Regions from separate parts of the Drosophila melanogaster genome. Here region 2 is linked to region 1. Evidence: chromatin contacts called from public Hi-C data. All regions are on one chromosome and are shown on one strand. The core of a region is the stretch at or near the end of the contact, and the rest is flanking DNA. Distances in the headings are between cores, read along the strand shown. Region 1 overlaps RhoGAP71E (Rho GTPase activating protein at 71E). Region 2 overlaps CG5151.

What was found. A called contact is a pair of places that touch in the nucleus more often than the background predicts.
Region 2: a Hi-C map of the Kc167 cell line shows a contact between it and region 1, with 3 times the contacts expected there. A contact is called at or near these places in 1 of 107 Hi-C or Micro-C datasets (the Kc167 cell line) and 1 of 7 datasets of targeted methods (the Kc167 cell line).

The regions. Positions count from the first base shown.
Region 1 is chr3L:15,591,459-15,598,553 of dm6, forward strand. The region is part of intron 1 of RhoGAP71E (Rho GTPase activating protein at 71E); the gene reads left to right. Among named protein-coding and RNA genes, the nearest start is that of RhoGAP71E, 6.1 kb to the left of the region's middle.
Region 2 is chr3L:16,156,075-16,162,473 of dm6, forward strand. The region is part of intron 1 of CG5151; the gene reads right to left. Among named protein-coding and RNA genes, the nearest start is that of CG5151, 5.4 kb to the right of the region's middle.

The DNA.
Region 1 (7,095 bases), core at 2,618-5,117:
GCCCCTCAAGATAAATTGAACGTTAATATAATCAATTCAAACTGTTTTTTTTTTTTTTTGGTACTTATGAATATTTGTTTAAGGTCTGATTCAGTATTTTGTTGTATTACAAACTTATAAACTTAAAAGCGAAAAGATTTCCTTTTGTCTGACATATTTTTTTAAGTTCCGATTTAGTGTGTAAAGTATAAAGAATTCTTTAAATTCCCACAAAGCATTCATTGATCTGCAGATAACCAAGCAAAGTAAAACTTATAGAATACCGATCGTATATATGTGCATATGTAATTAATTCTGATTTTCGCTGATTCACTGTGCAGCCTTGTATGGACTTTAAGAAACTTGAAAATGGAAATGTAAACAGAAGCCGCTGAAAGGGCTATGCTTGGATTTCTTGACTCGCTTTTGGCTTTTGGCTAACTCTCTGCTGTTGTTTGCCCATTTGGTTGCTTGTTGTTTTTCCTTTTGTTGCAATCGATTTCTAAGCATCTGAATTAGAGCATAAAGCGTGGGCCAACACATCACAAAGCAACCAGCCCACGAACGCAGGCTCAATTAAAATGTAGACGAAATACTTGGCCGCTGCAATTTGCGAGGTGTGCGTGTGTGTGTGCGTTATTGGCCCGTTCTTCTTCAACTCGGCTTACATGCAATACATACATACGTATTCGCAAAGTGAGTGGCCTGTAATTAAGAAATCGAACGAACATTTATAGCCGATCGATTGCAATTGACGTGCCGAAATGATTTGTCTGTTTGGGCTTCCTCTGGCGTTTGCCTAATTTGCCAAACACTCAGTATCTGATTGAGATGGATATGGGATATGGGGGATACGGTGGATGGTGGATGGTGGCTGTTGGATGTGAGATGCTTCTGCGTCAGCAGATCCATTGGTTACATTAAATGCCGAACACTAAACACTGAACACTGAATACTGAAACACCGATCGCTAAACGCCAAATGTGCGTGTAAACAAATAACGTCAGCAATAAAACATAAATTTAAAACTTCTACATGCGTAGAAATCGACCGCCAAATTATTTCCATTTCGCGGGAAGCGCTTTTCGGGTGGGAAAAGCGAAAGGATTGGAAAACGTAAATTTTCAGTTTGGCAACCTGTGTCTTTCTCTACAGCAGGGGTTGAGATACTAGGAGCGGGCTTAATCAAATAAAAATTAATAGTCGACCGATGGTTTGATGTATTAGTTATAGTTATATATATATATTATTTTTTAATTTATTACATTTAAAATTAGAAAACGTTCTAACTAACAATCTTTATATCAAATTTTACTAATCGGAAAAAAACGGAAAATAATTAATGAAAAAAGTTCACTTTACTAAAAAAGTTAGCATTGGACCCAAGATTGTTGCTTTTTTTTCATTATCCTATTTTCTTGACCACCGCTGTGCGTGTGTGTAAACTTTTCAAACCTGTACAATTATATACACATTTATTGTAATTGTTGTTGCTGCTGCTGCTTTGGCTACTTTTGTTTATTTACTTTTTGGGGGAAGGCGCAACAGCAAAAGCAACAACAACACGAGTAGCAACAGCAATTACAACAACGGCCAGAGCTACAACAAAAACATTGGGCAATCACAATCGAATCAAATCAAACAAAATGCGCGAAAATAGCGCCTCTGCCGAAAGAAACAGCAACAGCAACACCTTTAAAAATAGACACGCGTTGGAAACTTTGTATCAATTAAAACTAAACGCAAAAATAGGAAGAGAGTGCAAAGGAGACGCGAAGAGAGAGGCAAATAGTGTTTAATTCCATCAGTTGGCACATCGTTTTTGTTTGTGTACTTTCCAGCTGCTGGCCTTTTGGCCGTTGTTGTTGCCGCTGCTGGTGCTGTTGTTATTGCAGCGGATCGACGTCATTGTTGCACGTTTTTGCAATAGTCCGAAAATATCCACAATCGTACCTACATATGAACAAGCGTACGTTTGTGCAAATGAATTGTGTATTGTTTTTCTTGCCGTTTTGTTTTGTGTAAATTACAAACACGGCGGATGAACGAAAAGAAAAAACCAAGAAAGCAGCTGCTGCTGGAAGAGAGTGGGACTAGTGCTTTCTCTGTCTCGCTCCCACGCATCTCCCGAGTTGACTCTCTCTCTCTGCCGTTAGTCCTGTTATTCGCAACTTGTTGCCTGGCTGAAAAAGAGCTTTCGCGAGCTTTTTCCAACGCCTGTTGCTCTTTCGTTTAACTTCTATCTGTACAGTTCTCAAACTACTCGATTTTTAAGCTCTGGAATCAGATACAATTTGACCTATATAAAGTAACGTGTATTTAATCGCTAATTTAAGGACATATTACTATTGTAAAATTTTACAGTTAAGAAAAATATCAAAGGATTTCTTAAAAACCCTTGACTGCCTGTAAGAAACCACCTCGTTTGAATTAAGAAATCTTTGGGATGGCTTTTTATTTTCCAATACTAAAACGAAATAAACACTATTTGCTAACGATTTTAGCAAATTTATAGGATATATTACAGAAACCATACCAGTGTTTAAGCAAAGAATGCCGAACATGATCTTACAGTACAGGGTTAAAAAACAGATTGTACTCTTTTTACTATACCTTTAACCTTGCAAGGATTCTTCTTTTTAGAAATTCAGAATTTGTTCCTAAATCACATTTTCCGTCCGATTTGCTTCCTTTCCCTTTGTTTCAATCTTTATCTTAGTTATCCTTCTGATTCTCCTCAGTCTTAGTCTTTGGCCATACACAGTTAATAGGCTATTTGCACAATTGCCTGGTGGACAATTGCTGATGGCCCAGGGAAAACTGTCTGCTGCGAATACTGATAAGTGCAGAAAAGAGCGAGGAGCCGAGGAATAAATGAAAATTTATACCCGCTTTTGTTGGACTAGACAAACAAATGGCAAAAACTGCAGTGCAAAAACGACAAAGCCGCATTGTCCCAAATGGCATTACCAACAATAACAACAACAAACCCCACAACCAACAGCAGAAACAACAACGTTCTTGTCTATAAGTCGATAAGCCGTCATCGTCATCCGACGTCTGGAAGGGCCCCTCCCCTTCCACTCCTCCCTTCCATCGCCCACTTCCAGACGGCCGAGGTTTCGCTTCCTGATTATTATTATATATGGTTATTCACAAGCGCTGCATTGTTTCCTCCTCCTCTTTTTATATCGGTTTTTCGGTCGGGGTTGCTTGAAACAAAAGTTCTACGGATGCAAAACTAATTCTTTACAATTTGGTTTTCTGTAAAAATCCTAACAATTTGTATTTACCACAAGAAATTTAACTTTTTACCTGATGTATTAAGGCAGCTGAGATAGTTCAGAATTTGAATCCTTTGTATGCTATGGATGCTATGGATATTTTTATAAATATTGTTTATATCTTACTTTGACTCATTAAAACCTAAACAATGCCAGTTTATTGAAACCACATCTTTATAATTTAGTATAATTTAATTTCGTATATCTACTATTTGTTGTAGAATTCGAAGTAGAACAGCAAATACCTCAATGGGCTTGCTAATTCTGTCTTTGTTTTATCGACTGCCACCTCAGTAGTATCCATTCGACTTTGACTTTGCATAAATAAAAACTCGAAACTGCCGCCGACGTGTATAAACAACAATGGCAAACAAAACCAATAAATGTTAAATGAAACGGGCGCAAAAAAATGTACTTATAAACAGGCGAAAAGCGTGGAAATTTACGTCAGTGGACCGAACCGTTCGGTCGGTATTTCTTTTCTTCAAGGGTTCTCTTGGGTTCGCACTTTTCCCTCAGTGAATCGCCCTGAACGTTGAACGTTGAACAACCAGCCGAACATTGCAGACGCAGCCACTAAAAACATATGGCGGATATGCCCTGGCCAGCAGGGAATTGGTTTCATTTGAGGTCAGGGCTATGCTCTTACCCTAAAATACTTTGCTGCCCAGTTTATAAAGAAGATTCGCTGTGTTTGTAATGCTTATCTTTGTTTTCAACAATTCTATTGACAGTACTTGTAGAGAAAAAATGGGTTTATTGGTTTCAAGAAGCAGTAGGTAGGTAGTGCTTATGCTTAGCCGAAGAGCAGAATGTTCTATAGAACACAGAGTTATAAAACATCCAGATTTCTTACCTGTAGACAACATTTGTTGTTTCCACTTCTAAGCATATACCAACTTTCATAACGATCTATGAAATATAAAGTTCTTGTTTTCATAAGAGTATTACCGATCATAATGAGGTACAGTGAACTTTTAATAAAACATTGTTCTGGTGAAATTCTTACATCAGAGAAGTAAATTTATTATCTGATGTTCATGATTGATCACCGAGATAGAAACAAACAATGGGATGTCGAGTGTAATCAGGGCATTGTCGCTAGCTTGGTTGGTGGGTCATAGCCGTCATCCGTCGCATATCGTGATGTTTGCACTTAGTATATGTATGTTATAAACTGCTTTTTATCATCGTGCACTTGGTGTGGTTGATGTTGGAATATTGCCTTTCCTTGGTTCGTTATTATGACGTATTGTCTTTTGTATTCTGCCGACCAACAGCCATAAAAAACTTGCTGCCGATGCGGTTATGTTTTCGCATCTGTTGAGCGATCATAAAGCCACTTCATTCAACTGAATGTGTACTGAAGACATTTAAAAAAACATTCGAAGTCTATTTCGTTAATTGAGAAGACATTTTAGAATAGGGGAAGTCATACTTCCAAATGCAAATGCTAAACATGACACGCTGTTAACTGATAAATTATATTAATGATCAGTTAAGATCTCAGTATAAATCTATTTTTTCCGTGTACTTGACTCTCCAGTTGCGAATCTTGGGCGTGGAAGTGAACAAAAGATGCAGATTGAGCTTGTCGCAATGAATATTGATGCTGATGCAAAAAGACAGAAAAAAACACAGAAAAAACAGAGAAGGGAGCTTCAAGATATGAGCGATACACGGACAGCATAATTATAAAACCGACCGATCCGGACTGCTTAGTAGGCAAAAAATGTGGCCGATGCGATAAGCGATCCAGAAGATACACACACACACATACTCTATACTTGTAGTTCCTTCAGATACTGGATGCTCTTTGTTCACTCGACTGATGCGTAATGCCCTTAACAGACTAACATAAACTTATTCGTTTATGACCTAATGTAAATGAATCATTAGCGAAGGCGACCACATCAATTGATCCACATATTGTTATTTTTATAGGCCTCTTCAGACGATTACACATTGCAGATAAAAACTGGCCAACATTCATGTGTGGAAATGGGATTTCATTTGGCAGCGCGGAAACCGAGATGTTTTTATATCTTATAGTATCTTAGTTTATGCTGGAAATAAATGTATAATAGCTTTAACTTCCGTTTTAAATTCAATTCAACTGGAAGAAGTTTGTGTTTACACTTTGTCAATTTAAAATTATTGACAGCCCTAATTAGCGACTGTTTACGTCTTGCTTTCTATTTGCAATTAAGGATTTCATACAAGATTTATTTTGCTAGCTGAAAATTAATTTATAACTTATTTTTTGACCTTTCTTCTGCTTGACATACGAATAGTATTGTTATATTTGTCTCATATATATTTTATATATTTATCTGTGCCCTGCTTTCTCGTAAATCAAATTTTCGTACTTCCCCATAAATTCCTCAGAAAAGACTTTGAATAAGTCCGCATTTGCAAGCTATCATTCAGTTGAATTCCATAAAGTATATTATGCACTTGTTCATTAATGTAAACCATTGAAGTACATATGTACATAAGGAAACTCAATTATCTTGTGTGTGATATTTCACTTATCACATACGCAGACCTCGACAATCGGCACAATTCACTCACTCACTTGACTTACTCACTGGGAGCGACTGAAACCGCGACTGCCACCGAGATGGGGATTCAAGATCTCCTCTCGAAAGTGTCACAAAAGAGTTGGGTTTGGGTTTGTGGGAATTTCGGGGAACTGGTTTCTCTGTAGGGCAATCGCATCTTCAACTTCCGACACTTTTCATACGTAACGTAACGAACTGGAAAAAAAATCGCATATATCTGCAGACGCATATAATATTGTGATAAAAAACTGTTACAAAAGCAAATCAAATGCGGCAAATACAAACAAAAAAAAAAAAAAAAAAACGAGAGAAAAAAAGAGGCGAATAAAAAATGGTCCGATATATTTCATTTTTATGAATGAAAAAAAAAAAAAGAAAAAACCAGCAAAGCAAGCAGCCAACGGCATGGCAAATAAACAAAGTTAACAATAAATGAAAATGATTCATCTGAATAAAATGACGAGTTTGCCGGATTGTCAATGAACAATACGCAGAAGCTACGTTTGCCAAATGCTAAATATTTTCAATATCGGAAACTATTTAGCACTGATTCGTGGAAATAGTTTTATGCTAATGTTTTGGCCGTGTTTTTTTTTATTGTCTTTATTTGTATGGCTCTTTCTGTTTGGCCTATTGATTATGTAAATGAATGGCGTATAAAAACAAACAGATACGACGACGCATGCGCAACGCGATTATATAAGGTAATCCATAGACCCTAATGGTCCGGCGATCAATCAATCGAAGCAGCGAGGGTACAACAAAAAACGTAGAAATCATCAAATGATAATGTAAATAACAATAAACCACAATTACTCACACCATTGAGGTGATTTTTTATTCGGAATCATAGGGCTCGGAACTACGGTACTCGGTTCAATGATACTACTGCTTATCTCTCCAATATCAACAGACGTAAACACTTGTTCCGCTTTCAGTTGCTGTGGTTTCTGCGGTTGTTGTTTATGCTCTTTTTTAACAGCATTCCACGTAATTAATGCAATTAATAAACGATTTGTACGCATATTCCGCTTTATGGGCGTTAACCGGCGTCAGAACGAGCAAAAAAAAAAAAATGTAACTAATTGATAATCGTCGTTATCGGGAGACATTTGGCCAGAAGTTCGAGGTGATCACTAGCTGGTTTGGCCCCTATCATTTTGGCCTCCAAGGAGTTCAGATGCTCGCCGCAAAGAAGCAGCAACATGTGTAGTTTAAATTTGTATCGATAAGATAAGGTTTTGCCTATCTACAGTTTTTTTTTTTAG
Region 2 (6,399 bases), core at 1,052-3,551, 560 kb after region 1:
CCTAAACTTTTTTCACTGTATCTTTCAGATATTTTGTCGTTCGAAAGATCGCAGCAATCAAGCCGGCGTCTTGGAATTTCGATCTATCTATGCTAATTGCATTTCATTGAAATTAATGTTGCCGCGTGCAACTTCGAGCAGGGTCAACTCATTTATAAGCGAAGGAAGGAAAGGAGAGGGGCGGGTAGTTAATCTGTCCAAATGTTGCAAGACCATAAATTTCTCGGTAAGCCAGAAAGTCAAAAAAAAAAAAGGGACAACAACAAAAGTTAAAATGCCAGACGCCGCCGACACAAACAAACACATTTCAACATATAAATATGTATGCAATGTATTTTGTTGGTCTTGTTGTCGCTCTGCTTTTTTAATTGTATTTCCCTAGTCTCATTGCACAGGCGAAAGGAACAAACAACAAAGGCATTTGACAATGTTTTCAAATTTATTTTTAAATGAATTTTTAGCAACGCTTTTGTTTTATTTGTTGTACCTAGCATGACGCGACAATTTGTCTGTCTATTTTTAACAATATCACCGCCGTCTGTCTATCTGGCCGCCTTACTCTTTGGCGCGGTCGGAAAATTGTGTCCGACATTTCGGCTGAACAAAATAACATTTTTTTTTTTTTTTTTTGATATATACATATATATATATATATGTATGCAGTGCACACCCCCCTCTTTCAGCCACCACAGAGATCATTCATCTGCACGAAGGCGCAAACAAAAAGGAAAAATGTTTTTCGAGGCCTACATGAGACAGCCAGACATAAAAATACATTTTTGCGGAATTTTATTTTGATTTTTTATGAGCAGGAAAAACAAAAAAAAAAAAAAAAAACACAGGAGAAAGAGTAAATAAAAAGAGAGACCGCCGCCGCGTTTTTGTTGTCAAAATTTGAATTTCAAATTTGAACATTTCGGCTGTTAGTTTTGCCTTTGGGCCCACAGCACGTGGAATTGTTCGGTGTGGCAGCGGTCTCGTTCCCCCGATCACCCTTTCCCACCGATTTGCCAACTTTTCCACCTCCACCTTCACCTCCCCCTGCCGCCTGTCTACGGGCATTATCAGCAGACATATAGTTTGGTTCCATTTGTAATCGCTCATTGATTCAGAATTCCGAACTCACAATGCCGAGTTTCCACAGCACGTGTGCGTTTCCATTGCGATTCCATATCGATTCGCAATGGAATCAGACATTAAAACTGACACACAGTATATAATATGTTGTACAAATGTATGTATATATATATGGCCGGTAGGTATTAACTGAACTATGACGCCATGGGGCGATTGTAAATGTGTTTTTAGCGCTTTGTGTCGGCGCTTTGAAGGGATTTCCTTTCCCAGAAAATTATGATGGGTCTTAATTGCTGTCTGGCTGAAAAACTAAAACTCATGTGCCACCAGACAGAAATAATCTTACGTAATATCAGGCGGAAGATAAATATTTGACCTACATTTTCGAAGGGGTGCAGCTAGGTGATAAAGGGGGTTGCGGAGCGGGGTTAAAGCAGGGTGTGTGTGTGTGTGTGTGTGTGCGAGGGACCGAAAACATTCAAGCAGGAAGTTTCAGCAGGACACAGACACACGCGAAACGCAAATAAATCATTGATGAAGCCAACACACACGCACACAGGCACACACACACACATCTGCACTTGGGGAGCTTCAAGTGATGGGTTCGTGCCACACGAAAATGTAGGCCACAGGCAGCCAGTGGCCCTAAGCTCAACTCGAGGGGGGCGTGGCCGCTGGGCGGTTGCCAAGCCGAAAATAAATGTGCACGCAGAGAAAAAATGCAGTGCCCAAGAAATAACCATTATATAAGATGCCTGTCATTAATCTTTTTTCTATATTTCTTTTACCTTTTTGAAAAATGATTATAAATGGTGTAGTAAAAAAGGTTTACTTTTAAGGTGAAGTTAACTTGCAGATGAATGAATTGCTTAAATGTTACATAAACTACTTCCCCTTTAAAATACTGGCATTGAAATAGTAGTGTACCATTGAATTGATTACCCAATGGCATTACCCTTTTTTTTTCTCTCACTGTATGAGAAACCCAAGAATGTTGCCTAAGTCATGGGAGTCTGCTGATTGTCGAGACAAATTTCCAAGAAGCGAAAGAGTTTCTGTCGCTTTTTTTTCCTTTTCTTTACTTTTCTTCAGCTATCGCGCTATTGTGTGGTTTATTTAGTTGGGAATGGGGTAGCGATATATATACGTATGTATGGGTATGTAGGGGGAGCATTAGTCAAGTGTCTGGTGCCTTTGCTGCACACAGTAGATCTGCTCCAATGGCTCCACACAGCGATAGCCAGCTTCCGTTTCATTTCTAGGCCTCGACTCGCCTCTTTATGGCCTTATCAGGTGGTGGCCCCCCCTCCCCTCTCCCCGTCCCCAGCTCCTACCCCTTTGCGACCGGCATCCGCTGCTGTCTGGCTGTCTGGCTGTCTGAATGCTCAACATCTACTCTATATGTACATATATGACACACTATACCATACCCTCTACTGACCACACACAAGCGGAGCACGAAGCGAGTGGCATGACGTGGCACAAGTCAGGGTCGCTCCAAGTAATCGGATACTCCTCGGGCCCAGACATGCTCCACTCGCAGATTCAGCTGAGTTTTCTAGAAGGATACTATGGGGTTGGGTTAGTCCCTTAGCTCCATGGTTGATATTAAATATTACTTGGTTTGTTCTCACTATGAAGAAAATGGCTTTCATTTGCTACCAAATTCGTGGTATAGAACATTATGAAAATCGAGTATTAAAAGATAATTTATAGATTTAGAATGCTTATTCCATTATTATAGACAACTTGAATTTCATCACAATTTTATGTATTACTTTTAGGATAGTTTTGGGAATTTCCACTTATCAATATGCTAATTTTTTAATAAAAGAGATTGTGATCATTCAATTTATAATCAGTGAAATGAAATTTCTTGATTATTAGGACCTATCTGAACAGAACAGTATTTTTTGCCAATCTAGCTTGGCTTCTACTTTCCATAATTGCTAGTCATTGTTACGTCCACAAGGACAGATAGTACATATACTATTTTATATTATAAATTGTAAATTTTCCATCTTTCGTAGAAATTTTGTGCTTAAATGCAGGTTTTTAGCCCATTATCTGTGTGCAGTTTAGTTTAATTTCACTTTTAAATCACCCCTTTTCATTCTCCCTGTACGTATGTACAAATGTACTATACTATATTTAAATATTTGTTGACTAATCTGGGCTGTCTTCTCATTTCTACATATGCGAAGCCCTGCGAATCTCCTAATCTGTGACTTTTCAGCTGGACTCTTGGGACGTCTTCAAACAATCAGGCAAAGACCGCATGTCAATCGATTAGCGATTTCGCCGCTTGTCTGTCCAGTTTGGAAATAGTGTGTGTTTGTTGTTCCTTTGCAAATCACAAATCTCGATTTGTTGTATACGTATTTTTTGAATGAACAAAGCTGATAAGCTGGTGGGAATGAATGTGTAGACTTTAGACAAAAGAAAGCCCCCAAATTCCAGATATTCGGTGAACCTTCATGTCTTGTGTGTGTATGAGTGTGTGTCTGGTGTTTTTTTTTTATATAGAAACTAACAGAAATTAGCATTTATTAGCTGCCAGCGTTGTTGTAGTGAAAATGTATGCAGGCGCAAAAGTATCGCGGCGTCTGGCGGATATCACAAAAAGTTGAGTTTCAGATAAGAAAGGAGACGAAACGCAGATCGAAATATACAAATATACAAACGAAAACAATGGAAAAGACGACAAAAGTGCGAAAAGGAGGCGGAGAAACGAATCCGAAAAGTAGTAACAACAATCGCAGAAACAGTAAAATCGAAGCGAAATAAAACAGCAAATTTCAGACTTCGACCCAGACAACTGGCCGATTCCGATTGGAATGAACTGATGACTATATATGAGTCTTCCAGTCGGCAGTCGGCGTGTGTGTGTGAGTAAACTTGATTACGAACTCCAATGATTCGCTCAATTTAAAGGGTATAAATGCGGGAACTATGAGTCGGGTATGCCTAACTGGTTAGTTAGTTAGTTAATTTGATTTAAGATACATTCTTAAATGAGACATAAAATGTAATGTTCCTATCCGCACTTTATTATATGATTTTTCTTCGATTTCTTTCCAAGAAAATATAGAATTCTTTGAATACATGCTAAAAGAATCACTTTTAAATTGTTGTTTAATGTTTTGTAAAAGATAACGAAAACCTTGTAGTTCGGAATTTTTTTTTCGCTGAGCTGCGAACTCTGAAAATGTTTCTAATTTAAAGCTCTCAATAAAACGTACAATGTTTTCTCTCGCGACAATTAGTGTTTTTATTTTTATTTATTATCAACTCAAGGGAGTGAGAGATTGGTAGCCATAACCATAACCACAACCACTCGACTATTTCACCAATTTTTTGGGGGTCAATCAATGAGCAGTCGGCATTGCCGTCGCAACAGGTGATTATCTGGCTGGTCATCTCGCTGGCGATTTCCTTATCGAAATGACTGCGGTCCCTCAATCAGTCGCCGCCCGCCTGCACCGGGGCTATCCCACCCGATCCCACCCACCTCGCCAGTCGGAATGCTCCACTGCAGCACTATTAATGACCTTGGGGAATGTTGTCGCCCGTCGTTCGTCAGTTGCTGTCCGTTCTCTAATCTCAATACTCGCTTGCTGTGTGTGTGTTGGTGGTGCACTCGCAGAAATTAGAATATATTTCAAAAGCTAAGGTGGACTTATTAGATACACTTACATGTATCTTTATAGTAGTATCTGTGTGTAAATACAACAGAATCACAGTTATCTGCAAGTCCTATTTTCTAATATGAAATTCTGTGGAAATACCAAAATGCTATTAAAATCTAAGAGCTCCCTTCCGGAATTCCATGGGTTCAATTTTTTCGAGTGTGTGGTGTTACTGCTGTTCCGATGTTTAATGCTGCTGATTCCGTCGTGGTGGTCATGTGGGTGGCGCGGGAAGTGCTGTTGACGTCGTCGGCCCCGTTGGACAGGTGCTCAAGTCCATGGGTTCTATGGGTATCTCTGTTTTTTTTTTTTTTTTTTTTTTTTTTTGTGCGCCTGTGTGTTGGGACCTCTATACGAAACGCAAAAACAAAAATATAGAGAAAAGCGAGAAGAGACGAGAACTCTGGTGATAAGACCGGCTGCCTGGCTCCACCTTTTCTCACACCGTTCAGAAGCCAAAGAAGCGACGCAGAAGCAGGCAGAAGAACCAGACCAGACGCTTGATAAGCGGCCATGGGGCGTATGAGCGATATATTGCGCGACAGGGACGGTGATATGGCAAAAACAAAAGACCTTGATTTAGCCCTATATATGTACATGTGCCTTTGTGTGTGTGTGTGTCCATATCGTCAGCTGTTTAATTAGCTTTCGATTAATTTTCTGGTCAATCGAGCCACTGTCGCCTGCTTTGCGATTTTCTCATGAACTCTTAACGAAACACTTTTGTTTTAGTTTTCGTTTCGGTTAAGCGAAAATTTTTGGCATTTTTGTAAACGACTGGGGGAGGTAAGTCAAAACATAATGACCATTTTAATGGCCAACCGTTAAGATGTTTGGAATGTGCCGGCCAAGTGAGTCAAATTTTCCGTGACAACATACGAGGCGTATGCGTAACATTCTTATGCTCTCGGGGGGTAAAATTGCAAATGGGTGCGGGGAAAACCCAAGGTGGGAGGCCATGTGGATGTGTAAAGGTAAGCCAAAGACGACAAAGCAATGGGAACTCTTTTACGTGCACGTGTGTGTGACTGTGGGAATTTCCTACAGTCGGGGAAAAGACTTTATGATCGATTTCAATGAATTTGTAACTCGCACTGAACATAATGGCAAAATATAAGGGTACTTTTTAACATTAGAGTATTGACATTCTAAAACATAACTTTGTTCTGATTACACATTTGCTTCCATTGAGAGCCAGTTTCGTAGTAATTTTTGTTTTTTTTTTCCCTTATTCTAGTTAAAATTAAAGTTAGGCGCTTCTATTGACTTCACCACATCTGTATGTAAAAGGCGAAGAGAAAAAAACTGAGACTGAGCCACATGTGAGGGTCTGTGTGTGTTCCTGACTGTTGGTGTGTGTGGTGTGCGAGCGAGCGTGTGTGTTTGCGTGTATGTGTGTGGCATAGCCAAGAGGCAATGGCAATAGCAATAGCAAAGGAAAAGCAAAAGGCAAGAGCAAAAGCAAAAGAGCTGATGAAGAGCTGGCTTACGCATGGGTTCATTGAACGGAAGTGATTTGCCTACTGCTGTGCGGCAGAGAGAGAGAGAGAGAGCGAGAGGGGGGCGAGCCACCTAGATAGAGAGGGGAGATACTACACGCGACTTTGACTTGGTTTTCGTTCGGTTCTGGTTC